Regions from separate parts of the Mus musculus genome. Here all the other regions are linked to region 2. The links are chromatin contacts, called in public Hi-C and promoter capture Hi-C maps. All regions are on one chromosome and are shown on one strand. The core of a region is the stretch at or near the end of the contact, and the rest is flanking DNA. Distances in the headings are between cores, read along the strand shown.

The links. Promoter capture Hi-C pulls out the DNA fragments that hold promoters and counts their contacts. A called contact is a pair of places that touch in the nucleus more often than the background predicts.
Region 1: a promoter capture Hi-C map of liver shows a contact between it and region 2, with 2.9 times the contacts expected there. The contact joins the promoter of Aadac here to the enhancer-like site in region 2. A contact is called at or near these places in 5 of 39 promoter capture datasets (hippocampal neurons, liver, pre-B cells and 1 more), 1 of 484 Hi-C or Micro-C datasets (nephron progenitors), 1 of 115 datasets of contacts at active chromatin or transcription factors (epiblast stem cells) and 1 of 9 other capture datasets (adipose tissue).
Region 3: a contact with region 2 is called in a Hi-C map of liver, with 2.3 times the contacts expected there. The contact joins two enhancer-like sites. A contact is called at or near these places in 1 of 15 datasets of contacts at CTCF or cohesin (pro-B cells), 9 of 484 Hi-C or Micro-C datasets (the AML12 cell line, the HL-1 cell line, cerebellum and 6 more) and 1 of 9 other capture datasets (embryonic stem cells).
Region 4: a contact with region 2 is called in a promoter capture Hi-C map of liver, with 4 times the contacts expected there. The contact joins the promoter of Sucnr1 here to the enhancer-like site in region 2. A contact is called at or near these places in 12 of 39 promoter capture datasets (the 3T3-L1 cell line, 3T3-L1-derived adipocytes, the C10 cell line and 6 more), 1 of 15 datasets of contacts at CTCF or cohesin (the NIH/3T3 cell line), 1 of 484 Hi-C or Micro-C datasets (liver), 4 of 115 datasets of contacts at active chromatin or transcription factors (epiblast stem cells, hepatocytes, kidney and 1 more) and 2 of 9 other capture datasets (adipose tissue and embryonic stem cells).

Annotation. Positions count from the first base shown.
Region 1 is chr3:60,030,211-60,033,103 of GRCm38.p6, forward strand. Aadac (arylacetamide deacetylase) reads left to right here and starts at 1,578. Exons shown (of 5, transcript NM_023383.1): 1 at 1,578-1,731. The coding sequence starts at 1,597.
Region 2 is chr3:60,603,063-60,605,781 of GRCm38.p6, forward strand. It overlaps Mbnl1 (muscleblind like splicing factor 1), which reads left to right. Exons shown (of 10, transcript NM_020007.4): 4 at 632-832. Among named protein-coding and RNA genes, the nearest start is that of Mbnl1, 100 kb to the left of the region's middle. Within about 2 kb of position 1,264, at least 82 of the 459 cell types and tissues checked have an H3K27ac peak or open chromatin away from gene starts, as enhancers often do. A contact at or near this core is called in the NIH/3T3 cell line, adipose tissue, hematopoietic stem and progenitor cells and 2 more, where this site is marked.
Region 3 is chr3:60,052,462-60,055,554 of GRCm38.p6, forward strand. No RefSeq gene overlaps it. Among named protein-coding and RNA genes, the nearest start is that of Aadac, 22 kb to the left of the region's middle. Within about 2 kb of position 1,635, at least 16 of the 459 cell types and tissues checked have an H3K27ac peak or open chromatin away from gene starts, as enhancers often do. A contact at or near this core is called in liver, where this site is marked.
Region 4 is chr3:60,080,491-60,083,301 of GRCm38.p6, forward strand. Sucnr1 (succinate receptor 1) reads left to right here and starts at 1,379. Exons shown (of 2, transcript NM_032400.2): 1 at 1,379-1,438. The coding sequence starts at 1,436.

The sequences.
Region 1 (2,893 bases), core at 328-2,827, 570 kb before region 2:
TTTCAGTAATAGGGTCAGCCCAGAATGGTAGACTGGAGATAGATCCAGGGGTCCAGAACACATTTCCAACAGACAAAATCATTGCTACGACTTTACTATAACCTAGTCTTTCCTGAACATTGCCAAGATTTTAACTGAAAGAACAAAGTCAAGTTGAATTAAAAGAATAAAAGAAAAAATAAAGTCTGAGTCAATGATCAAAACCCAAATGGTCAGATATCCATGAAAACAAACAAAGAAACAAAGTGGCTTGAAAAAATAAAGATAACTAGTTTCCCCAAATCACCAAATCAATTCTAACAACCCACTCATACAAACAATTGGATGAAGTTCCTGATGCAGAATTCTTTTTAATTGGGAGGGGGGTGTTATAATATAGCTACAAGATTTCTCACTTTTTTTTTCCTCCAGACCCTTCTCGGTTCTTTCAATTTCATGGCTTCCTTTTTCTTCACTTTGCCTTCATTGATCTCTGCCACCAGACCATCTGTCCACCTAACACAATCTCATAACATGTGAATAAAACTACTCCCTCCATGCATAACACAGATAGTCATGTGTAACAATTAGACAAAAGTAGACCAAGGTTTTGACTCTCATTTTCTTTCATAGTGCTATAGAATATAGCCTTTGTGAAACAGGGGATCCAATATAAAATATTAGCTTTAGAAATATGTAGTTTACTCTTTAAAAAGTAGTCTGGTAATAGTCACCCTTCCACTCCCATATTGATATGAAGATTATTTGATGCAATCTACTTATTGTGAAAGTTAGGTTGAACTTGGCATGGAATATGCTTGAAGCTCATTGAAACAGAATTGAATACTTGAGTCATTCAACCCTTGACTCATTCATTATCTAATTAGGTGGGGATTTGGACAGATAAGTGACTTTTGTGCAGATTTTCTGGTGGCAATTATAAACTTAACAGCCAAAGAAATGTTTTAAGTTAGAATATTGGACTAAAAGGTGAGAATTGTCTAATTATCAATGTAGCCAAAAATAAAATGAAGAGGAATGGGTTTTTCAAGTTGAGAATGTACAGAATGGATTCAGCTGAGCTGTGAACAGAAAGGAACATGATATAATTATTCTGTGTTCTCAAAAGAAATCATATAAACAGAACAAAGCTACTTCATAAGCCGAGCCATTGAACAGTCATTAAAAACGCCTGGAGTTTCCCAACGGGAAGGAAAGTAGGGCCCAGAGGCAATTAAGGAAAATTGAATTTTTTTAAAAATTTCACATAGCTTTAAAGGTGTTGTTGATCTTCTTTTAGTTTCTACTTTACATATGTCTTTCTCATATGTTGCAATACCTATTACTTACAGGTAAGAGAGTCTGAATAATAACACCTTTGTTGTGATATGTTTTTCTTGAAAACTGTTCAGAAACAGATGGGAAGTACCTTCGAGATTAAAGCTCTGCTTTGAAATTCTTTGTAGATTTGGAGTGCCTGTGCTTTAAGAGATTGCGTCGTGGAATTTGGACTGAATAAGTTAGGTAACACTTGGTGACTGGTTAAAATTCAACATCCAATGATTTGAAATGAGTTGTATTTCCTAACTGCCAAAAGCAGAAAGAGCAGAAGGAAACATGGGGAAAACCATTTCTCTTCTCATCTCTGTGGTGCTTGTAGCTTATTATCTTTATATACCGCTTCCAGATGCTATTGAAGAGCCTTGGAAGGTAGTATGGGAAACTGCCTTTGTAAAGATAGGAACAGATTTGGTAAGTTCTGAATTTTACCAACCTTATGAATGCTGAATAACTTAAAAAGGACAAAGTAGGATCTATGAAAGATGTTTCTTAGCATGATCCTTCTCTAGATCTGATTCCAGTTACAGTCAGCAACCAGACAGAGGGAAAGGAGAAGAAAGAAGAATAGAGGATAGAAAGAGAGTGTGTGTTTTGCAGTACTGCCAAGTGAAGGTTTTTAGAAGAATCAACTTCAGTAAAAAAAGAATGGAATAGTAGTATTGTTTAATTATAAAAGTCTATGCAGTAGATTTAGATTCATGCATGGAAATCCATGTGGGACAATTAGTAAGGCTGATTGGTTAAAAACAAAACAAAACAAACAATCCAGAAACACAGGAAACAAGACCATTTAATTTCTAATTGGAGCCACTATTGTAACTCTGGGCATTTTGTGTAGGTTCTACTTCATTCTATGTTTCCATTGCTGTATAGAAACTTCAGTTCTGGAATGTGCCATTTGTCTGTTGTTGCTCTTAACTTGTGAAAAACATGAAGTTATATTTATAGAGTCCTTTCCTGTGCCTATAAATTTAAAGTGCAATCTAAAATATTTTCTAGAAGCTTCAGAGTTTGGGGTTTACTATTGAAGTTTTTCATCAATTTACGTCTTATTTTGTGCAAAGTAAGAGGTAACTGTGTACTTTCGTTATTCTACAAGTGGACATCCCACTGTGGCAGCACAATTCGCTAGTTTCTTCTAGTACATGGCTTTGGCATCTTTGTGGGATATTCAGTCAGCTATGAATATGTTTCATTATACCATAAATAAAATTTTAAATTTCCACATACATATCAGAGACCATTATAAACATGTTTAGATTGCACCATGTAGGGGACAATTTAATATTGCCTTATTTGTGTGCCTTTGCTAAAAATATGATTGTTTTGTTTTGTTCTTTTTCTATTATGATAGGTGTTTTGCTTATTTGCTTTAGTTTTCATTTTAGTGGGTTTTTGAGAGACAGAGAAAAAGTGAAAAACAGTTGGGTATGCAGGGAGGTAGGGAAACATAACTAAAATATATTGTATGAAAATTTTTAAATAAAAAATGCAATATGATTACTAAAAGTAAAACATTCTACCTAACATAAAATTCTATAGGTGAAAAACATAAAAGAATTAATGACATGTT
Region 2 (2,719 bases), core at 14-2,513:
TGCTGAGTGCCCCACAAGTATGGGATGGGCTTGTAGAACACTGAACCTTTCTTCTGAGAAACCGACATCAAGTGACCAGGCCAAATGCTATCTCTTCTGTGCTCAAAAGACAGTGTAATCATCACCTCTCACAGCCCACAGATTTGGTCAATGTGCTGGCTGTGGGGCTCTGTGATCCCCTGGGACATCTGTGTCTGCTCAGATGATAGGCACTTATATCCTGTTAACACTTGAGAACAGACCTTTCCACTATATCTGACAGCAGTTACACAGTGTGTTTCTCAGACACATTTCTAGGATTGAGTCACAAAGGTGGAGACTGGGTGAGCACAAACAAGTGTCTGTACTAAGATATTTAAGACGTTAAACCACAAGTATTCTAGATGCCAATCTTCGAACCCCCTCTGGAGATATGAATGCATATTCTGCCTGCTAGATTTGGAGAAAAACAATGACTTAGCAAATATCAGTATACTGAAATCTTCTTAGACTAAATTAAAGACAGAATTAAATAGAAGTTAAGGAAGAAAGAATGAATGATAGATGAAGAATAAATGATAACTCTGTAAGTAGAGTATCAATTTGGAATGGAGACTTGCCATTAAGTTTTGCTTTTTGTTTCAATTTGCAGCCAATGTTTTCAGTTGCACCAAGCTTAGCCACCAGTGCATCAGCAGCCTTTAACCCTTACCTGGGGCCTGTTTCCCCAAGCCTGGTTCCAGCAGAGATCTTGCCGACTGCACCAATGTTGGTCACGGGGAATCCTGGAGTTCCAGTGCCAGCAGCTGCCGCAGCTGCTGCACAGAAGTTAATGCGGACAGACAGACTGGAGGTAGGATAAAGAGTTGAACCTTCATAGTTTCCATTACAGTTCTTCAAGTGTTTGTAGCCAGAGTGACTTTAAACTGAATGAACATGTCTTGGTTCAGTGTTTGTGCAAGTTTGCTAGAATATGGTTATGCTGTTTTGGTTAATGCAACAATTACAAAATCAGTCAGCATCTATGTCTAGGTTCCTCAGGGAGGGCTTGGAACTGGGATCAGCGTGTCTGTTTCTCCACTTTGTCTTAGTATCCTTAAAATCTTGCACATGATGCTAATGCTCAAACCTCAAAGAGTTAGAAAAAATGTTTGGCCCAGAACAGTTGCTTCTTGAATGTTTCTTGTAGTCATCAACACAATATAATGATTATTGGAGTGAACAAATAAATGACTGAAGTCCAGAGGATCTCATAAACAGGAACACATTGGCTGCTGTGCACGAACTATTACAAAACTCTCTGCAGATGTTGTCATAACCTCTGAAGTACTTCCATTGAGGCAGGCGGGTGGTTTTATGAAACGCACCCTGATAAAAGCGTTTTTAGTAGGCTGTCACATGATTGTCATTGTCTTGGGGCGGAGGATAAGCAGACGCACACACTTTACTGTTGTGACTGAAAAGGAAATTAGAGATAAAGTTCTAGTATGACATTACTATTCAGAATTTTAGCATGGCATGAATTAACAGCCTTGATAAACAGTTTCTGTAGAAAAATGGCCTAGTAAGTAAAAACTGAGTTGCCTCTCCTGTCTGTCTGCTTAGGACGGACTTGGGGCTGAGATGGCCTGGGTGTACTAATTACAGGGAAAGTAAAGTAGGGTGCACTTGGAGGGCCTTGACTCTAATAACTTTCCAGTCTGTTAGAAATATAATAAAATGCCTTATTTATTCATTATACTCTATTGAACGTATTAGAAAGGATATCATATTGTAGCATTTTGTGAGGATGTGCCAGATACAGCCATCACATAGCCTACCTTTAGAACAACCTGATGGGAAAGATGCTGTCACTACCGTTGTGTTGCAGAGGAGTCAGAGCAGAGCAAGAGATGGGAGGTAGCCTATCCTTGCTGTAGAGATACACTCTGCCATTTGGCTTCTCATTTCCCAAGTATAGTAATTCTCTAACAAATGCTGTCCGCAAATGAAATAGGGCAGCATCTGAAACAGTTTTCTTCCCCAATCTTCCTAAAGAAAACACAGGATTCTTAATGCATGACTGTTAGTTGATTAATGGGACTCAAATAGTCTGAGAAGAAGAATGCCAACATAGTAATTATTAATAGGTAACAATATTCAAAGCATTAAGAGGATATGCTTCAAGCTGAGCTACTTGCTCAAAACTGCTCATTCCCTTGAAAGTTTGCGTAGTTTTTTTATACTTGTATTTTGTCATTTTGTTTTTCTTTCCATGAAGAGCTGCTTGTGAGTTTTGTCATTTGCCTTTGCTACTTCCTAGGACAATCTCTCCTGTGTTATGTGCATTCCTGATAGAAGTGAGCATGCCCTTGGTTCTGTTCCCAAGATCTAAGTCATTGTCACAGTCATAGTTGGGGCCTGAAATAGGAAACATGCATGTGCCTCTTTCTGCTCTGCAGTGTGATTCCAGAACTTAAACACACGCACGCACGCACGCACGCACGCACGCACGCACGCACACACACACACACATGCACGCACACATAAGCACACACACTCACACATAAACACACACACAGGCATGCATGCACACATACAACCTTGGTGCTCCTTGGAGCACTGGAGGGCGAAATCCATGAAAGGAATGCCTACAGTTCTTTTCTCAAGGTTGATACTATGGTTATTTAGAGATTAAAGCCACATTCCATCTTCAACTGAATTTTGATTTTCCTCTGAGGTAAAATTGGTCTAATTCAGC
Region 3 (3,093 bases), core at 385-2,884, 550 kb before region 2:
ATTAAAGTCTAGGTGTTCTGTAGTTTTTAGGCTAATATCTACTTATTAGTGAGAATATACCATGCATGTCCTTTCAAGTCTGAGTTACTTTACTCAGGATGATATTTTCTAGTTACATCCCTCTGCCTGTAAAACTTGCCTTGGAATGTTGAAGTTTATTTGCGTTCTCTCTCTCTCTCTCTCTCTCTCTCTCTCTCTCTCTCTCTCTCTCTCTCTCTGTGTGTGTGTGTGTGTGTGTGTGTGTGTGTGTGTACTAGAGATTGAACTCAAGAACTTGCAAGTACTAAACAAGTGGTTTATACTGAACAATTTTCCGCCCAATTTTAACTATTCCTTAATTACAAAAGTTTAAGGGGAAAGATAGGAAGAAATTCTAGTCAAATCAATTCTTTAAACATGTATATTAGTAAACAACATATTAACTAAAATAAATAAACAACAACAAAACCCTTTATGTTATGTTCCATACAAAATAAGTACTAGAATAAAATCTTGAAAAATGAATTGCAAGAAAGGTAGAGCTAACACACATTATGTTTTTCTAAAACAGAGCTTGTTGTAATAAACTGTAAAAATGTACTAATTGAAATATTTTATATCACAGTTAATTTGAGAAAGACCACAAGAACTAGACAAATATAGGTGAGCTATGATGTGCTCTGGTTATCTACCCACTACTCTCAGATGATCTTGTCATTCTTTCTACTAAGAAAATTACTTCATTTATTGAATGTATACATAGTCCCAGGCTTAGCTCAGGGTATGCTAACCACCCCAGCCTGGTTAATTAGTGACCTGGACACTCATCTTCTTTTAAAGTTTTCATACTCCCAGAAAACCTAACGTAGTCCATGCAGATTGTAGTCCAGAGAAGTGACTGCCTGTGGTCCCTGATGAACACTTCTTTACCCTTCTAGTTCTGACCAGATGTGACACTATTCCTAGGGAGATGTAAACAAATGTCTACTCACTCCAGATAGGGAACCAAAGGTAAGGCAGTGTACACACATGATAAAATTCAACTTCCTTTGTGAACCAACGAATATTTTTAAGAGCTGCTTACAGGAACATAGGTGAGAGGTTCCTTGCAAAAGTAGAAATGCCACAAGGGCAGTTACATCACTGGAGCCTACCCCAGTGTGGTTGACAGTGAGTGGACTAAGGTTGGGAACCTAAAGCTTTCTGAAACCTACAGGCACCCCAGCATGCAAAGCATTCTTTCCAAGTAACTCAGCTGACCTGGGGTTTCAGGAAAAGTAGCTAATCTTGCCTCTTCCAACCTGTTCTACTGCTCTCAACTGCTCTCAGTCAACTCAGACTTCTCTCACAGTGACTCCTTATTGCTTACTCATGGGTGGGAGGGAGAGATCCTAAGCTTAGGGAGTTTCTCTTTAGGATGGGATGTTTTATTTAACCTCAGGAATTCTGTTGTTTTACCTCCCCGAAAACAGCCTGTCTTAAAATACAATGTTGATCTCCCCTTTAACATTTTGTGTTTTATGAGCTTTCCTATGAGATGGAAAGTTTTCATTAAAGAAACTGTGACACAATACCCAGGTATTGTGTACTTGCCCAGGCAGACCCAGGGAGGAGTCTCACATTCACGCCCTTTCTTGGTTGCCACTGAGCTAGAATCACATCCAACACTCCAATCAAAAACTCAATTTGGAAACTCTGGAGGACTGACATACAAGCTCTTCATACTTTATCTAAAATCAACCATGCTTGAGCAATAGCAAAAACAGAGCCAAACTTTCACTCAACAAAGCGGCATAATATCTTGTATCAGACACACAATGAAAAAGTCTACAAGACCAGAGCACTCAACAAAACCAAAATCAAAGTGAATGGCTAAAACAATATGATGCCCCTCAATTGAGTCCTGTAGACATGTTCTCCAGGAATAACTACCCAGACAAACCTCAGGATATGAGTTTAAAAGTACAATCATAAACATAATCAACAGTTTAAAAAGAACATGAAAAAGAATGTCAGCAATGTAAAGAGTGTGGTAATTAAATCCCAAGTGAAATGTAAACAAATAAAAATAGAAGTCTGCCTGAGCCTAGACTATTTGTGCCATATGTGTCATCCAGAGCCAGCCAACACTGCACATCCTACACATCAGCCAAGATTGTTAAACTCTTTATGTACTATTCCCAATATACAGGATTGGCACTGACTGTACATCTTTCATATCAGTCTGAAATACAAACTCTGCTTGGCCCTAGTCACCTATCTTATGCACCAGCTCAACCTACTGAGATTACTTGTATCTAGCTCACTCATGGCATATCTAAATTCCAGGATTAGCCTAATTGCACATCCTGTGTGCTTGTTCAGTCTTGTGAATTTCCATAGGTCTAGCCCACCTGAACCATAGCCAACTGCCAAGCCTAACCTAAAATGTACATTTGTGTGGGGCCCTCAGTTGCCTCTCTGGCCTTTGCTCTGTGTAATGGTAACCAGATTTGGATACAGAGGTATCTTTTAGATCTCACAGAAATTTTAGTGCTGTAATTTTCAGTTTTAGGTCTTACATACTAGAAAAGTCAGAAATACATAGTAAGTGTATTGTGGCATAGGAGGAGGGATATCCTCATGGGCATACAACTCTAAGTCTTGCTCCAGCACTAAGAAATCAGCCACCAACAAGCTTGAGTATTAGGCGCTTGTGCCTCTGCCTGCCACCATTTAGGAACATAACACAGGTTCATGTACAAGAATCTGAAAAGCAATTATTATTTTTTTATGTTTGAAAAAATGTATTAAAACTTTATTATACACACTGGTTCTGGTTAGTTTTAATGTCATTATTTACTTGCAAGATCTTTATAATAAAGGTTATAAGGCTTTTATATAAAGAACTTGAAAATGAAAATCCAAGAAAAAAAGCTACAGCAATAGAAACCAGACCTAAATTCTACACATCTCAATGAATTTCTATACAGTGGGAATTAAGAAAAAATTAAAGACCCCGAAACAACAAAGTGGCCCATCTATTTTTAACTTATCTATCTGCTACTCTGCCAAAAGTCATTTTCTGCAATAGATTTTATAGAATGGTTTTTCCTGTTTTACTTTTCTTTCTGA
Region 4 (2,811 bases), core at 129-2,628, 520 kb before region 2:
AAGTTAATACAAATTTAGAACAGGAATGTGACCATACAGTGTTCCATCAAGAATGCAGAGCTTATATTTGGGCCTGTGAGGGGGCCTGGAAGTGTGACAGTGACACTCGTCCTGCTGGACAGATTCTCCGTACCTCTGCTCTGTAACCCTGAATAAGGTGTCACGGTATGAAAGGAACAGCAGTCTATTTACTGTATCTGCCCTGGTACCAGTGGAGGGGTCCTGGGGAAGTGTGGCTCTTGGCAGGAAGCCCAAACTATCAGCTTGCAGTCCTGTGGGGGGGAAAAAGAGAAGTACCGACCACATTTTTGGCCATCAGGAAGTAGAGACAAGAAAGAGGAAACTCTGGGGAACTCCAGGTACCCACAAAGAGGGAATCACCATCTCCAGCCCCTCCTGCCATGGTGGTGGTCAGAACTTTCCTTTTTACATTGTAGAGGTCTATGAACTACAACTGGCCACTCTATACCTTGGAGAGGTCCATGAACCACAACTGGCTACTCTCCTCTCTTTCTGAAGACTGTACCCCAAAGTACTCTCTAGCCTCTTTTCCTCTACAAGTAGAAAATGCCTGTGATTGTATCTTAGTCGCTACCATGTACATACATCCTCAGTGTTATCCCCACCCTTCAGGTCAACCAATCCAGATTTTTGCTTGAATAAAAAACTGATGTAGCCTTGAGAAAAGGCCAGGTTTGTTTCTTATCTGGAATAATCAGTCTTCTGGATGCTGTTCAGAGCACTGACTGGGGAAAGTCTACTACTATCTCTTGAGCTTGTCATCTAAGATAATGCCTCTCTCCTTAATCCCTAGCCATCTGATGTACTTCTTTATGTTTCCTGAATTTAATCACAGAAAATAAAACGGATACTATCTAAAGTTCTAACAGCCTTTCAGCAGCACACTGACAAGGCTCAAATTCAGACTGCCGTCCAAGTACTCATGTCATAGTTCCCTCAGGATTTCTATGAAGCAGTTTAATTATTGTATGCTTAGTATAGAAGTCACCAAAGAAATGTGTAAAACAATGAAAAATGAGTTCAACTATATATATTAACCATAAAATGTTTGCTGTTCTCATTACCTAAATGTGCGTACACAGTTCCATGCACATACACATGGGAAGATAGAATGCTTCTATGTTGTTTTGGGAGTGTATCAACTAAATTTAAATTAGCTTGTCCTCAAATGTCTTTGTTAAAACTACTCTCTACAAAATGACTCATCTGTTGTGTGCCTTCGGCTTTTCAGGAGTTCCTCTGAATGACTTGGAGGTTTTTCTGAATAAATTATCCCTGCCTTTTGAATTATTAATCTTGGCTGCATAATATGCAAATCAGACTGCACTGGTCATGTCCAGCAACACAGCACTGGGTCAGAAGCTGTCTCCAGCTCCTGGCAGAGTTTTCTGTCGAGACAGAAGCCGACAGCAGAATGGTAAGGGACACTGCAGCTCATGTCTCTCGGTCACACCAAAGAAGACCAAGCTTTCTGCTTAGGGCTTCCTTTGGAAGGGTTCTGTGAGCTAAATGCTGCCTAGGGAACTGTTCTTCAGTAGATGTGAAGCAGCCAAAGGCAAACATATCTGACTTTCACATCTATTTCATGTGGCTCTAAATGCATTGATTTAATAGACAAAAATGTAGTGTGTTTTGCTTTAAAGGGCTCATTGTATTTGATAATGTCGCAACAAAGATAATTACAATTATTTGAAAAAGTGAAATTATTTAGAGAAAGGGAAAATAACTTGCGTCATGAAAAATTTAACCATGTAAATTAAAGAACTTATAGTAGAGTAAATTTTAAATCATTCCAAAATTTAAAATTTGCATCTATATTTGGCAAAATGTGATGATTTAAGAATAAGATTTACTAAAGGAACTGGTAAACTGCAGAGTGATTGTTATTCTACTCCCCAAACTATATAATCTATTCTCTAACTTATTAATGAAAAATGCAACTTGATACATACTGTAATGTTTGATGTTTGGGTGTAACTTGTGGAATACATAAAAGTGACGTAATTAACCAGAACCAAATACTTATATTTATATACACTCAAACACAGTTTATTTAAATTGTTTACTAATGAGAGAAACTTGTTGGAATATCTTCATACTTTACTTTCCAGTGACAGTTAAAATTTTTATTTTTTGTTAGGCTCTGTGCAATGGTCCAGGATATAGGAACAGAGTTTGTATTGGATTACCAGGTTTTTCATTAATGTATTTTTTCTTAATTTCTGGTAAAAACATGCATTATTTTTATGTTTAGAGAACTAATTTTATAAGGAATTTTCATCATTCCAAATTAAGAATGAGTAGTAGCAATTTTCTCATGTGGGTGTATTCAGTTTATATGTAGCTTATTAATTCTAACAGACTCTGTGACTGTGGGCTAGAAGCTAATAATGATTTCCTTTTAGTTACTAATGTGTTTTTTAAAGAAAGTTCTCGGTTAATGGTTCACCTCAGTAAGCCACTACATGTTGTCGCCATGTCTGTTGCCTATGAAGAGGACAGCTCCTGAAAAGTATAGGCTAGTGATGGTTCAGAGGACATGCCCCCCTTGAATTCAGAGTTTTGCCTAAAGGAGCACACCTTACTTCCCTAATTTGCATAATTATACCATAACAAAAGACACCCGGAGGTATGTATGTATGTGTGTATATATATATATATATATATATATATATATATATATATATATGTATATATACCTGAATATATATATATATGTATATATATACCTGAATTTGGAATACAATATTCTCAAAGTGTGTCCTTATGAAGTTGAATCAGCCTATAAGC